Linked DNA regions of Rattus norvegicus: region 2 is linked to region 1. The links are chromatin contacts, called in public Hi-C maps. All regions are on one chromosome and are shown on one strand. The core of a region is the stretch at or near the end of the contact, and the rest is flanking DNA. Distances in the headings are between cores, read along the strand shown.

What was found. A called contact is a pair of places that touch in the nucleus more often than the background predicts.
Region 2: a Hi-C map of the A7r5 cell line shows a contact between it and region 1, with 3 times the contacts expected there. The contact joins two enhancer-like sites. A contact is called at or near these places in 2 of 12 Hi-C or Micro-C datasets (the A7r5 cell line and psoas muscle).

The regions. Positions count from the first base shown.
Region 1 is chr5:125,439,636-125,446,060 of GRCr8, reverse strand. No RefSeq gene overlaps it. Among named protein-coding and RNA genes, the nearest start is that of Plpp3, 290 kb to the right of the region's middle. Within about 2 kb of position 2,525, at least 34 of the 93 cell types and tissues checked have an H3K27ac peak or open chromatin away from gene starts, as enhancers often do.
Region 2 is chr5:125,557,642-125,564,066 of GRCr8, reverse strand. No RefSeq gene overlaps it. Among named protein-coding and RNA genes, the nearest start is that of Rpl32l3, 310 kb to the left of the region's middle. Within about 2 kb of position 3,631, at least 9 of the 93 cell types and tissues checked have an H3K27ac peak or open chromatin away from gene starts, as enhancers often do.

The sequences.
Region 1 (6,425 bases), core at 1,276-3,775:
ACATTTCAAATGAAACCTTTTCCTGGTTTCCCTTCAGGAAACCCCCATCCCATCCCCCTTCCCCCTGCTTCTATGAGAGTGCTTCCCCACCCACCTACCCAACCACTCCCTCCTGCCTTCCCACACTGGTATTCTCCTACACTAGAGCATCAAGCCCTCACAGGACCAAGGGCTTCTCCTTCCTTTGATGCCCAACAAGGCCATCCTCTACTACATATGTGGCTGGAGCCATGGGTCCTCCCATGTGTATTCTTTGGTTGGTGGTTTAGTCCCTGGGAGCTCTGGGCAGGTCTGGTTGGTTAATATTGTTGTTCTTCCTATGGTGTTGCAAACCCTTCAGCTCCTTCAATCCTTCCACTAACTCCTCCACTGGGGTCCCGAGCTCAGTCCAATGGTTAGCTGCAAGCATCCTCATCTGTATCAATAAGACTCTGGCAGAGTCTCTCAGGAGACATCCATATCAGGCTCCTGTCAGCAAGCACTCTTGGCATCAGTAATAGTGACCTGGGTTTGGACGGATCCCCAGGTGGGGCAGTCTCTGGGTGGCCTTTCCTTCAGTCTCTGCTCCATACTTTGTCTCTGTATTTCCTTCTATGAATATTTTGTTCCTCCTTCTAAGAAGGACTGAAGCATCTGCACTTTGGTCTTTCTTCTTCTTGAGCTTCATCTGGTCTGTGAATTGTATCTTGGGTATTCCAAGCTTTTGGGCTAATATCCACTTATCAGTGAGTGCATACCATGTGCGTTGTTCTGTGATTGAGTTACCTCACTCAGGATAATATATTTCTAGTTCCATCCATTTGCCTAAGAATTTCATGAAGTCATTGTTTTTAATAGCTGAGTAGTACTCCATTGTGTAAATGTACCACATTTTCTGTATCCATTCCAGAAGGACATCTGGGTTCTATCCAGCTTCTGGCTATTATAAATAAGGCTGCTATGAACATAGTGGAGCATGTGTCCTTTTTATGTGTTGGAACATCTTTTGGGTATATGCCCAGGGGTGGTATAGCTCAGTCCGCAGGTAGTACCATATCCAATTTTCTGAGGAACCACCAGTCTGCTTTCCACAGTAGTTGTACCAGCTTGCAATCCTTATGAATATCAATGCAAAAATACTCAATAAAATGCTCGCAAACCAAATCCAAGAACACATCAAAATGGACCATCCATCATGATCAAGTAAGCCTCATCCCATGAATGCAGAGATGGTTCAATATACAAAAATCCATCAATGTAATCCACTATATAAACAAACTCAAAGAAAAAAAACACATGATCATCTCATTAGATGCTGAGAAAGCATTTGACAAAATTCAACACCCCTTCATTATAAAAGTCTTGGAAAGATCAGGAATTCAAGGCCCATACCTAAACATAGTAAAAGCAATATATAGCAAACCAATATCAAACTAAATGGAGAGAACATTAGCGCCTACTTTCTTGAGTCAGGAGATTCATCAGGACATAGAAACGAACACAGTAAGGGCCTATATAGTCCATTGTCAAATGGTATAAAACCCTTACTGAATGCTACCAAGCCAGGAAGTATGAGAAGTTCTTAGGGGATAGCACAAGAGCTGAGGTGGGAAACTGTTGTGGACATATGTAAGGATACTTCACTGAGGACATGCATGAGAGGCCCAAGGTCACAACAGCCCAAGAGAATAGTCTAATTGGATCCATACCCTGCATGTTGGCTGGGTGAGTGGGATTCTGAGAAAATTCCTAATAAAGGTTACATTTATGCAGTCTCAAGTAGGAAGAATAGGCTTGGCCACATAGGGTGTGGGATGAAAGTATCTTTCTAAGGTAAATTGCCTATGGAATTGCCTGTCAACATCCTTGTGCCTGATTCAGAGAATCACTAGGACCCCAGAAAGTCATCACTGGAGCTGGTCACCAATACTGTCCTCTCAAGGACCGCCCTACATCTCCAAAGTTAAATAAGACCCTGAGCAATGAGAAGTGACTGCTGCCATTCTTGCAAGGGAGAATTTCAAAACCAGTGCCCACCTTCTGTGACCAGACACACTACAAACAAGTGCTGTCCTGTGGAGATCAAAGGCAAGCATACGTCTAATTTTCTAGTAGGCATATTAAAATAAAAGGCAAGTGGATGGGGCAAATTGATATTTATTACTGCATATAAAACATATTGGCATGGTATATTTATAATATCTCAGTATGTCATCAATAGGAATTAATGAGATGTTTTTGAAATTGTCCTTTTGATTAGCTCTATGCTGTGCTCCAAGAGTGTATTTTATGCTCATAGATACAGCTTGGGACAGAGCCACTTTAACTTTTCAGTGGCCACATGTGGCTGCAGTTACTAAGCTGAACAGCACAAATGAAGTGGCAGAAGTCCCAGAGCTTTTGGCTTGTGAGTGACAGAGACTCCAGCCAACACAGGGAACATACAGCAAAGCAAGATGCAAAAGCCGAGCTGCCTTCACCCCACCCCCACCCCACTCCCTGCAAGCCACTATGCTTCTGTGTTTGTTATTGCTGCCTGGCTCTCTTAAGCTATACAGACTTGTAGAATAGAAAGCAAACCAAACGCCAGCCGGCCTGCAAAGCAAAGCAGGAGCAATAATGAGAGCCTTTTATGAGATACTCAGGCACTGGATCTCATCCCGGAGGAATGTTAATGGGTTTTATGCCATGGTCAGGTTTAAGAGCGCACACTGGAGGCAAGGGAAATAAGGGAGCTGGTACAATGGCAGGGCAGCGAGGCTCACTACAGGAACAGAAGGGAAGAAAACCTCATATAAAGTTGTATACGTGCTTCCACATCAACCTGCATCAGAAGCAGCCTGTTTGTGGTCCAGCTAGTAAGGTTAACGCTCATGCAGTCTCCTTCGGTTTTCTGTGGCATCATTTTCACTATCCCCACTGACTGCAATGAATCCTGACAACAGGTTTCGACTTCAAAAAGGTATGCTGGTTCTACCTCAAGGTCACTTCCCCAATTTACAGCCATTTTTCAATTCTTTTACTCTTATTCCAGGATGTACTTCAAGCTTTGTGGCTCTTCAAAGCTCCTCAGCTGGGAGGGAGATTTTGTTTTGTTTTGTTTTCCTGCATTTCTCCCCACAAATGATGTATCATAAAGAAAAGATGTAAAGGAGAAGCCAATGATTTCTACAATTTCTTTTCCTTTTCCTTCTTTCCTTCTTTCTTTCCTTCCTTCTTTCTTTCTTTTCTTCTCTTTTCTTTCTTTCCTTCCTTCCTTCTCCTCCTCCTCCTCTTCTTCCTCTCTCTCTCTCTCTCTCTCTCTCTCTCTCTCTCTCTCTCTCTCTCTCTCTCTTTCACTCTCCTATAATCCCGTAGCTTATCCCACAGAGAAGTTAACAGTGACTGGGATGAGCAGAGTATTCCACTCCACTTGTAATGACAACATCCTACTCAGCATGTTCTATGGAACTGATTGGTTATACTTTAAAAATGCCACTTGCTTATCCTTTTAGCATCTGGGGATGAAAGTGAGGTTAATTTGAGCCTGTTTCAAGCTTTCTCATGAAGAATTTCATAAGAAGCTTTTCAGCAAATGGAGAGGATATCAGTGAGAAGCTAGTTTAATATCTGCTTTGAAACGTTTGTCCAGAGTACTCTCAGCTTCTGGGGCTCTCAGATTATGTAGTCAACCATGGCCTAGAGCAAGTTTCCCTAATAGAGAGTCCGTCCTTGCACAGAAATTAGGCATTCCAGTGGGTTGTTAACTTTCATGCAATGATGCAGAACACAGACCAGTCCAAGTCTACCATCTACTTGATGGATGATCTTATGAAAAGTCAGCAGGTTTCTGAGCCTTGGCTTTGCATCTCAAACTAAAGGGTGATAATCCCAGTGTCTCTAGGGGAGTTGAGAGGATTGACTAGGGAAGCCAGCATCTTAGCCAATGGTCCATAAACCTCAGTTGACTATTGAGTAATGAACTGCATGGATTTGAAGTCAATATACTTAGGATCACGATTCAGCTCCTGCATTTGCTAATTGCACGGTCATGGACAACGCTCACATGTCATTAGTCTAGAGTCTATAAAGTAGGATGATGCCACTTACCCAAATTACACTCAGTGGCGTATTTGACAGTTGGTTTAGAATTCATATTCTGGACAGCAGTCTGAGTCAAGGATGAAAGTGCTTGTAGTTTGTTTTGGAAGTGACTGTGTGTGAGGTCATTGTGAGGAAGAAGAGAAGCCCATGGTCTCGTTGTGGTTAAGTGTATGTTGTGGTGATACTCTTCATGAAGGCCTACAAAGAGCACCCGTCTTCATCATTTCCAGCCCTTCAGAGGGTCTGACTTCTGGGAAGTTTCCAGTCAGATATTATACCTCAGGGTACACCACAGAAGAGGGAAAAGAGACGTGGAGCTGCCATGCTCATCCTGATCTACTTTTACTCTCTGACTAATGCGTGCCTAGTGGAAGCTAATTCTCCTTAGACCCATACACCTCAGATTTTAAAGTGCTCCCCAATATTACCAGATGATCTTGCTAACGAGGAGACATTGTTACCATTTCCTCAAGGCCCAACAGTTTCTTAACAACACTCAGGTAGGCAGGAGCCTGGCCTACTGTAAAAGGACTGTTTGTTCTCTCTCTCTCTCTCTCTCTCTCTCTCTCTCTCTCTCTCTCTCTCTCTCTCTCTCTTCTCACATGTCCCTGACTGGCATCTTCCCCTCTGTTTCAATCCTTCTCTGTCCCCATCCTTCTCTACCTCTACTCCCTTCTCCAGGTCCAAAATAAACTTCCTTTTGCATTAGGCCTGTAGCATAGCGTGATTGGTCAGGTCCCCTTCACACTGCTATTTTACAAAGCACAACAGACCCTGCTCCAGTAGATCTGAGATGAGACAGAAGGGGAGTGAATAGTCATCTTGGTGCAGGCTGGCTTTCAACAACTACAACCCTTTTGGGAATCCACCTGAGTGTCACAAAAAACATGACTTTGATTTCTATTTCCCTCGCATGCATCAGCTTCCTGCAGCATTGTCTGCCTTGTCCCACGCTCACACCTGATGGACTTTTTCCTTCATCTACTTCCCCTAATCAGAATAACTCAGGTCCTCCCTCTTATTTATCTACTGTCTGGCTACACTGCACAGTCTCATTACCATTTACCCCATACTACCTTGACTTGATTTGAATAAATATTCTCCCTCTATACTTTGGAGCAAGAATCCTGCAGGCCCAGAGAAGGTCTGTGTTCAATGTCTCAAACAGATTTTTTCCCTAACTTCCTGTATGTGAAACTTAGAGCAGAAGTAGCCCAAATCATCCATGCACTCGACACTAAGTCACCAGCCCTAGTTCATTCACTGAAGCCAAAGAAGATTGGTAATCCAAAGGTTCACGTTAGAATGTATTCTGAGTCTCAAAAACACGAAGCATACATTCAGACGGGAATGCCCCAGTTTCCTCACTAGACCTTCCTCCTGTTTAACATCCATTTAAATACAGTGGGCCTCCAAGTTTATCAGATGAATACGGCAAGTCTGAAAACACCATTTAAGAGTTTCTCTTCAACAGTGAAACACAGGTCGAAACAGAGTTGAGGAAATCAGCGCTGAAGGAAAAAAGGCCGAGAGCTTAGATTGGAAACATCCGATGTTCCTGATTTCTTTTGCTGCTACAATTTGGAGCTGGTGGGTTTCATTTCAAAAGCACCGCTTCCTAATTATGAGTAGGTCCTGGGCCTAACCCATGGTTAGCATCCAGCTTCATCATTTGCTGTCGATGCGGTCTTGAGAGAGAAAGTTGTTAAACTTAGTAGTTGAGCAGCTTTCCCAACAGTGTCACGAGAATAATAAAAGTACTCATCGCATGGCTTTGGAGCGAAGATTAAATAAGTCAAACACTTAGGCATAAGCCATTTACATTTTAATTGTTTAATAAGTACCTGACTAGCGTTAGTGAGAACCATGCCAGATGAAAGGTCATTTCTTTGACACCCACTCAAGATGTTATATTGGCATGCTAGTGAGACCAGATGAGACTAGAAATGCATCATGGATATGGAGAGCAGGTACTAATTTGATCAGCCGAGTTTCAGTTCAGGGGCAAGGAAACTCGAGTATAAATTCAACAGAATTGAATTAAACCCTTTGCTGCTATATTGGGGTCAGAAATGATAAGGTTAAGAGAGTGCATGTTTAAAAAGTAAGTATTTTGCAGCCCCACCCACTAAAATAGCCTCAGAGCAATTACAACTCCAGGACAGTGCCTATGCCTAGCACCTAAGCTATGGTTTACACATTCCACTCCCCAGAGAGGAACCAGGGGCGCCTTCTGGAAATGCTCAGTGATTAAAGTCTGAAGCAAGAAAGTCCCAAGGAACAGAAGTAGAAAGAAAATCAACTGAGGGTGCAATAATAAAGGGACTCAGGACCAAGACAAGGCTGTCTGCAATACGCCATCT
Region 2 (6,425 bases), core at 2,382-4,881, 120 kb before region 1:
ATCTAAATCCTGTCTGTTCCAAACTAACATCTGCAAAGTTACACCTTAAGGGTTTCAATCACCTACTGTGTAATAGGATGTTCTAGTACTTGACCACCTGAGAGAGCAGCAAACATTTGTGATCTCTCACAGTTCTAAGTATCATGATTCAAGGAGTCAGTTAGAAGTCCTTGTCTCAGAGTCTCTGGTGATGTTATACAAAATATCCAAAGTGTGGCCATCTGTAGATTTGAATGCTGCTGGAAGGTCTACATTCAAATTGATTTTATTATCTATGAGTATGGTCCAGAAGCTATGGTCCTCAATTCACACACCTCCCAGTAAAGCTGTGTGGTTTTTTCTTTGTACATGCTGAATTTCCTCAGAATAAGGACTATAACTAGCAAGGGAACATCTCAAGCATCTCTTTGTGACCTTAGTTCATACATACATAGTTATTTTGTAATATCCATGGATTACCCAGGCCAGATATATGGTTGGAAGGGGACTTTAATGGGTTTTGGGGAACCAGTTTGATTGCTGGTACCTCAGAAATGACAGTGCCAAACTCAAAAGTCTAGAATGTACAGGCTGTCTCAGGTCTCAATGGGTATGAAGTTCCTTAAGTAGGGTTTTCAGGAGAGAAACTCTTGACCAGCAACCTTTAATCTTCATTCAACATTTGGATAAAGAAAACTCATCTACAAAACATTATCCTACTCATAATGAAATAATAGGGAATGTGGGTCACAGATTGAGTAATGCTAAAATCCAAATGGTCACTCATCAGAATTCCAACCCTAAGGAAAATAAATATTCACTGACTGCAGGCCAACTCTTCCCTCGCCCAAGGCCTTCGTGTTTTCTCTCAGCTCTTTGCTCAGCCTTGACTCTAAGATCCTCGTCCGGCTTTCTAAAAGGCTCTTCGCTTTCCAAAGGAAATGGTTCCTGGGGTGTATGAGAAGATTTCTCCAAAATCAGCGCTTCCTCAGGAAATAATGCTGAGAACTGACAAGTGAGACTACGTGAGACTCAAAGGTCCCATTTGTCAGTTCTCAGCAAAGGAAACAATCAGCAGCCATCTGACAGAGTGGGAAAAAGGTCTTGGCCAACTACACACCAGACAGGATTATTAATATCTCGGTTACATAAAGAGCTGCATAAATTGAACTCCAAAAACCCAAACCATCTTATAACTAATGAACTAAATAGACAGTTCTCCAAAGAAGAAATGCAATAATAAATAAGTTCTTTAAAAAGTGTTCATCATCCTTGGACACCAAAGAAATTCAATTAAAAGTGCTTTGAGACTCCAGTTCTTCCTCTCAGAATGGCTATCACAAGAGGAAAAAAAATAGACAACAAACACTGGTCAGGATGTGGAGAAAGAAGAACTCATGCTCATCACACTTGGGGATAGAAAGCTGTGTGGTCACTGTAGAAATCAGAATGGTAATTCATTAAAAAACTAAAAGCAGAATTATCACGTGACCCAGCCACACGACTTTTGGGTATATACTTGAAGGACTTGACAGGTGCATACCACAAATGTACATGCACATCTGTGTTTGTTGTACTGTTCCTAGAGCCAACTGAAATATCAGTGAACAGAGTAATGGTAAAGAAAATGTGATATGTATATGCAGTGGAATTTTATGCAGCCAAAACGAAAACAGAAATCATGAGATTTGCAGGAAAATGACCAGAACTAGAAATTACAGTGTTAAATGAAATAAGCCAGGCTCAAAAAGACAAATGCTTCATCTCTTTTTCTGATTAGGTAGAGCCTAGACTTAAATATTTAATGCACACACACGTGTATCTTTACATTTATATAATTTATAGACATATGTATGTATGTATTTATGTGTATATATTTATAATGTGGGGTTTAGGTCATGGTCTCAGATAGGGGATCATGAGAGAGGAGGAGGAGCTCTTAAGAGAGGCAAGAAATAGGGTAATGGCATTGATACAATAAGAGGGAGGCATGGAAAAGTAACTGGAGAAGCAATGGATCCACCCGAAGTGGAAGAAGGAACATGGCAAGGACAGCAGGAAGGCAGAATGAATTTGAACACAGTGTAATTCTGCCAGGGAACTGACTGACTGCTGGTCTCAGATGGCCTCACTTACATATTTAGCATCTGGCACCAGCTGTCAGCCAAGAACAAGTTAATTTCTCTCAATGTGAGGAGACTGTGCCTCCCACAGATATGTGGAAAGTGCGTCGCTAGTTTTAGTTGTCACCGCTGTGTGGAAGAGGACAGAGATGCTGCTGAACATAACATCATCCACAAGTCAGCCTCCTGCAATAGGAAGGTACCTAGCCTAAAATCGTACATTTACATACAATATCTTCCTTGTGTTTATAATAACCATAGCAGATGGGTGGCACCCTCATTATCTATGAATGAGAGAGTACCACTCTGAGGAGGTAAATAGCCAGCAGGAGTTCATAGTAGCAAAGGGAAGAGCTGGGCCTAAATGTGCACATATGGTGACTCTTAAAGAATACAATGGAGCTGAACATCTCACTTAGAATGTTGACCTCCATAGAAGATCCAGTTTTCTAACCAGTAAGACACACCCAGGCAACAGTCCAAACTTCTCATCTTCTGTTTTCTTAGTCAAATCCCCTAGAAACAGAGTCCAAAGCAAGGACTCAAGGTTTGCGCTTTATGGAGAAGGCCCAGTCCTGGGATTGCAAAACTGAGAAGAAGAGAAAGTGAGGCAGAGAAGAGTGGGAAGCAGCTCAAGGTAGGTTGTTCTAGCGAGAATGCCTGCCCACATGGGGAGCTAAACAGTTGTGTGCTGTGGACAGTGCTCTCTGGTTTAGGCTGCTGGAAAGAGGACGGAAAAAAAACCACAGGTTGTGGTTTGTGCTGTACAGTGCTACCCTCTCTGATACTCACTTGCTCACACTCAAAAGTTACATCACCTATTTCCTGTAACGGAGACTTTGGGAGCCATGCCTTTCGTACAATTTGGTCTTCTGAGTCTAAGAGTGCTATGGCCTTGGGTCGAGGGTCAAGAAAGCACTAATCAGTGAGGTTCTCATCCTCTGCACCCACCCAAGTACAGGAACTCTGAACTCATTGGTTTGACATAGTTAACAGTTTTTCCCCAGATTAATTGTCCTTCACAGAAAGTATTTCTTGGATAAGCAGTAAATATTAAAAACCAAAGCCCCTTATTAAGAGAAGGATGAATATCACAGGAGAGACTGAAGCCAAGGAGGTATAGTGGCATACACCTAATATTCCAATGCTGAGAGGTTGAAGAATTGCAGTAGGAATCAGGCTACACAGTGAGCTCAAGGCAAGCCTGAGAATAGGTGGCAAGGCATGATACTTATCTGTTTTGCCTCAAGACAGTGCTGCCCATATTTGGGGGGAAACCCTTCCTTCCCCTCCTTACCTCCGAAGTCATCTGTTCTCCAGAGTCAATGGCTTCAGATTTGGAATATCACTGATTGGGAAGCTATCCCAAGTCATCTCACAAATCTATTGTCCAAATCCTCGTTAAAACAGCACATGAAATGTTGTTCTGGGAAATGAGCATGATGACTCAGATGTATGTGTACATCAATGAGAACAGGACTGGCCAGTGTCCCTCAGGTCACTGCATTCCTAATAAGCTAGCTGGGGACCACATTTGCTAGTTGGCAGACACAGAACATCATTGCCTCACACTGTCCACTAAATCTCTTCAGTTTGTTTCACAGGCAGCGAAAAGGCTTCTCTTTCTCTCTACTCTGACCTCCCCTTGATTGCTTGGACTCAGCTCACACACTTAACGTCATTGAATTTATTCTGAGATTGCACAACCCTAAGTGTTCAGGGTGTGCATTTCTGGGTAGTCCATGTGCTCACTGGTGATTGTAGAATATAAAATAGTAAATCTCACTAGAGGGCTCATTCAGCTAGGTGAAGCAAGCAAATGAAAAGTGGTCAGGTAAGATCCAAACCTGTGAGGCAAGAACTCTGTTGAGCTGGGAATTCATTCAGAAGACAGCTTTTCTTAGCTTGACCTAGCTGCTGCCATGCAAAATGAAGACCAGAGTTGATAGGTCTTCTGGCTTAAAAAAAAAAAAAAAAAAAAAAAAAAAAAAGCAAGTTGAAAGTCTGTATATTTGCTGGATATACTCCATTTTTTGTTGGCCCCCTAATTCACAAAATTTTAACATATAGTATTGGCCAAAAAAATAATAATAACAATAAATTAAAGAATCTGTAGACTGGGTTCAGCTCACGACAGGCTTCAAGTTTGCAAGCTTCCCCTGTGGGGATTGAGGACTTACTCAGTACTGGTTTTAATCAGACAAAAATGCAAAATGACTTACATTATCTCGGATTTAAGACCATGGCATTTATTTTCAATACTCCCTTGTTAATCACAGGCTCGATACTTTTAAAGCCAAAAGAATCCTTAGGGTTACACTGTTTAGTCTTTTTGTTTCACGGAGGAGGAACGTGTGATTCAGAAACAAGAAGTCACTTGAATTTTAGATAAATTTCTGAAAAACAATTGTAAAAGCTCAGATTCCTAGGAGTGGAATGATCCATTCTGGTCCACTGAGTCTGGGTTTCTCAATATGAGCACTAGTGCTGCTTTAGAACAGAATTGTTGACACGGGCGAGGCTGAGACTCAAGTCTCTTAATTCTTAGCACAATGTCCTCCTTCAAGCCTGAAGGTCTTTCTTATTATTATTATCTTAATTTATATTCATTATTACTGTGTGTGTGTGTGTGTGTGTGTGTGTGTGTGTATTCGAGTGTGCGTGTGTGGACTTGCCATGGTAAGCAAATGGAGGTCAGAGAATAAATCGTGGGAGTCAATTCTCAACTTCTCTCATGTGAATTCTAGAAATCAAACCCAGACATCAGGCTTTGTATAACAAATATCTACCCACTGTGTCATCTGCCCAGTCCTCAAGCCTGAAGATCTTAACCATGAGTCTTTAAATAAGGAAGTAGTCTGAAACTGCATGCTTTTGATGAAAAGACTAGGCCATTGCCCAGAGACCCAGGGCCTAACACTGGCAGATTAGGTCATCGATTCTAAGCTCGTGTATTTACTAGTTTGCACCACTGACCAAATGAACCTTCTACATCTTTGTTTATCACTTTACTTGAAAATTAGGTTGTAAAAAGGATATAGTGCTTACCACATAATAGTACATTGGCATTCTGTTACTATTAATCTTATTTATTAACTGGTCCTGGAATCAGTACACTGTATCTCACCGATTCCCCTGGCCTGCTTGTTTTTCAAAGCCTGTAAGCAGAGAACAATTTTTATAATTATAATTGTTAAAAGTAACTTCTGTTTGTGACACATGAAAAATTGTGTACAATTCTTATTAGTGTCTATAAATAAAGTTTTATTAAAACAAGATCATGTCAGTGTATAGAATGTATAGCTGTTTCCTGCTGTAATAGAAATACATGGTTTGCAACAGATGTTAGACAGTGTGTGGATGTTGATACACTATCACATCCTTGTGGGAGAAGACCACTAATCCCATGACCTTTAGTCCCTATGAAGAAGAAATAATTACAATTTTCACAGTGCCCTCTGGTGTGAGGGAGGTAATATAGCAAGTGAACCCTTCACCTGTTTCTGATGCCACTTGAAGTACCTGTAACCGTTGTATTTAAGATATTTCCCAGGGTCTGTGTTTACCAAGGCTTTTCAAAAGAACATAGGCTCCTGTGTCATCCAAGGGACATTAAAAACATTTACTTTTTATAGACATCCTTTCTTAAATAAATCTCATTGTAAAATAGGTTCTTAGAGGTGTTCTTTCAAAATCTGGAATATTTATCAAAAAGAAAGGAAGCGGCCTGCTCGGTGTTGAGCCAACTGCATATTTTAAGAGTTCCCTGATTTGGAAAGGACAATAAAGAGGGATATCCTGGATAGGGGAAGACAGATATGAACTAGCTGCCAAGATTAAAATTTAAGGGATGTGTCTGGCATGCTTTTTAATACCTTGGGCATCTTGATTATGGTTTAATCTTACTGTAGGCTGAAAGTTTAGTTGTCCTGATACCTGTTTAGAACCTTAACTCTGCCAATAGCTCAACAGAATTGATTTTCAATTCAGTGCAATGCATACACTGACTGTCTAACACATGCCAGGTACTGCTCTGGGCATCAAGAAAGACAAGGAGAAACATTAGTCCTGCTATCACATATGTCTGAGCAGCTCTGGTTCATCAGTGAAGTTATTGAGTAAACTTCCTTAAGTACAGAAGTCAGGCATTAGATTAAACATCCTATCCAACTGAAGAAAGTTTTACTGAGGACCTTTTTCCAGTGCTCTCTTCTCACAGAATTCATGTTTCCCATATATGTTAGTAGATAACTCAGAACTGAATAGGGCTCTGCTACTGTGATCATTTCATTTCAATGTGCATCTGCTTGATCATTTCATTCC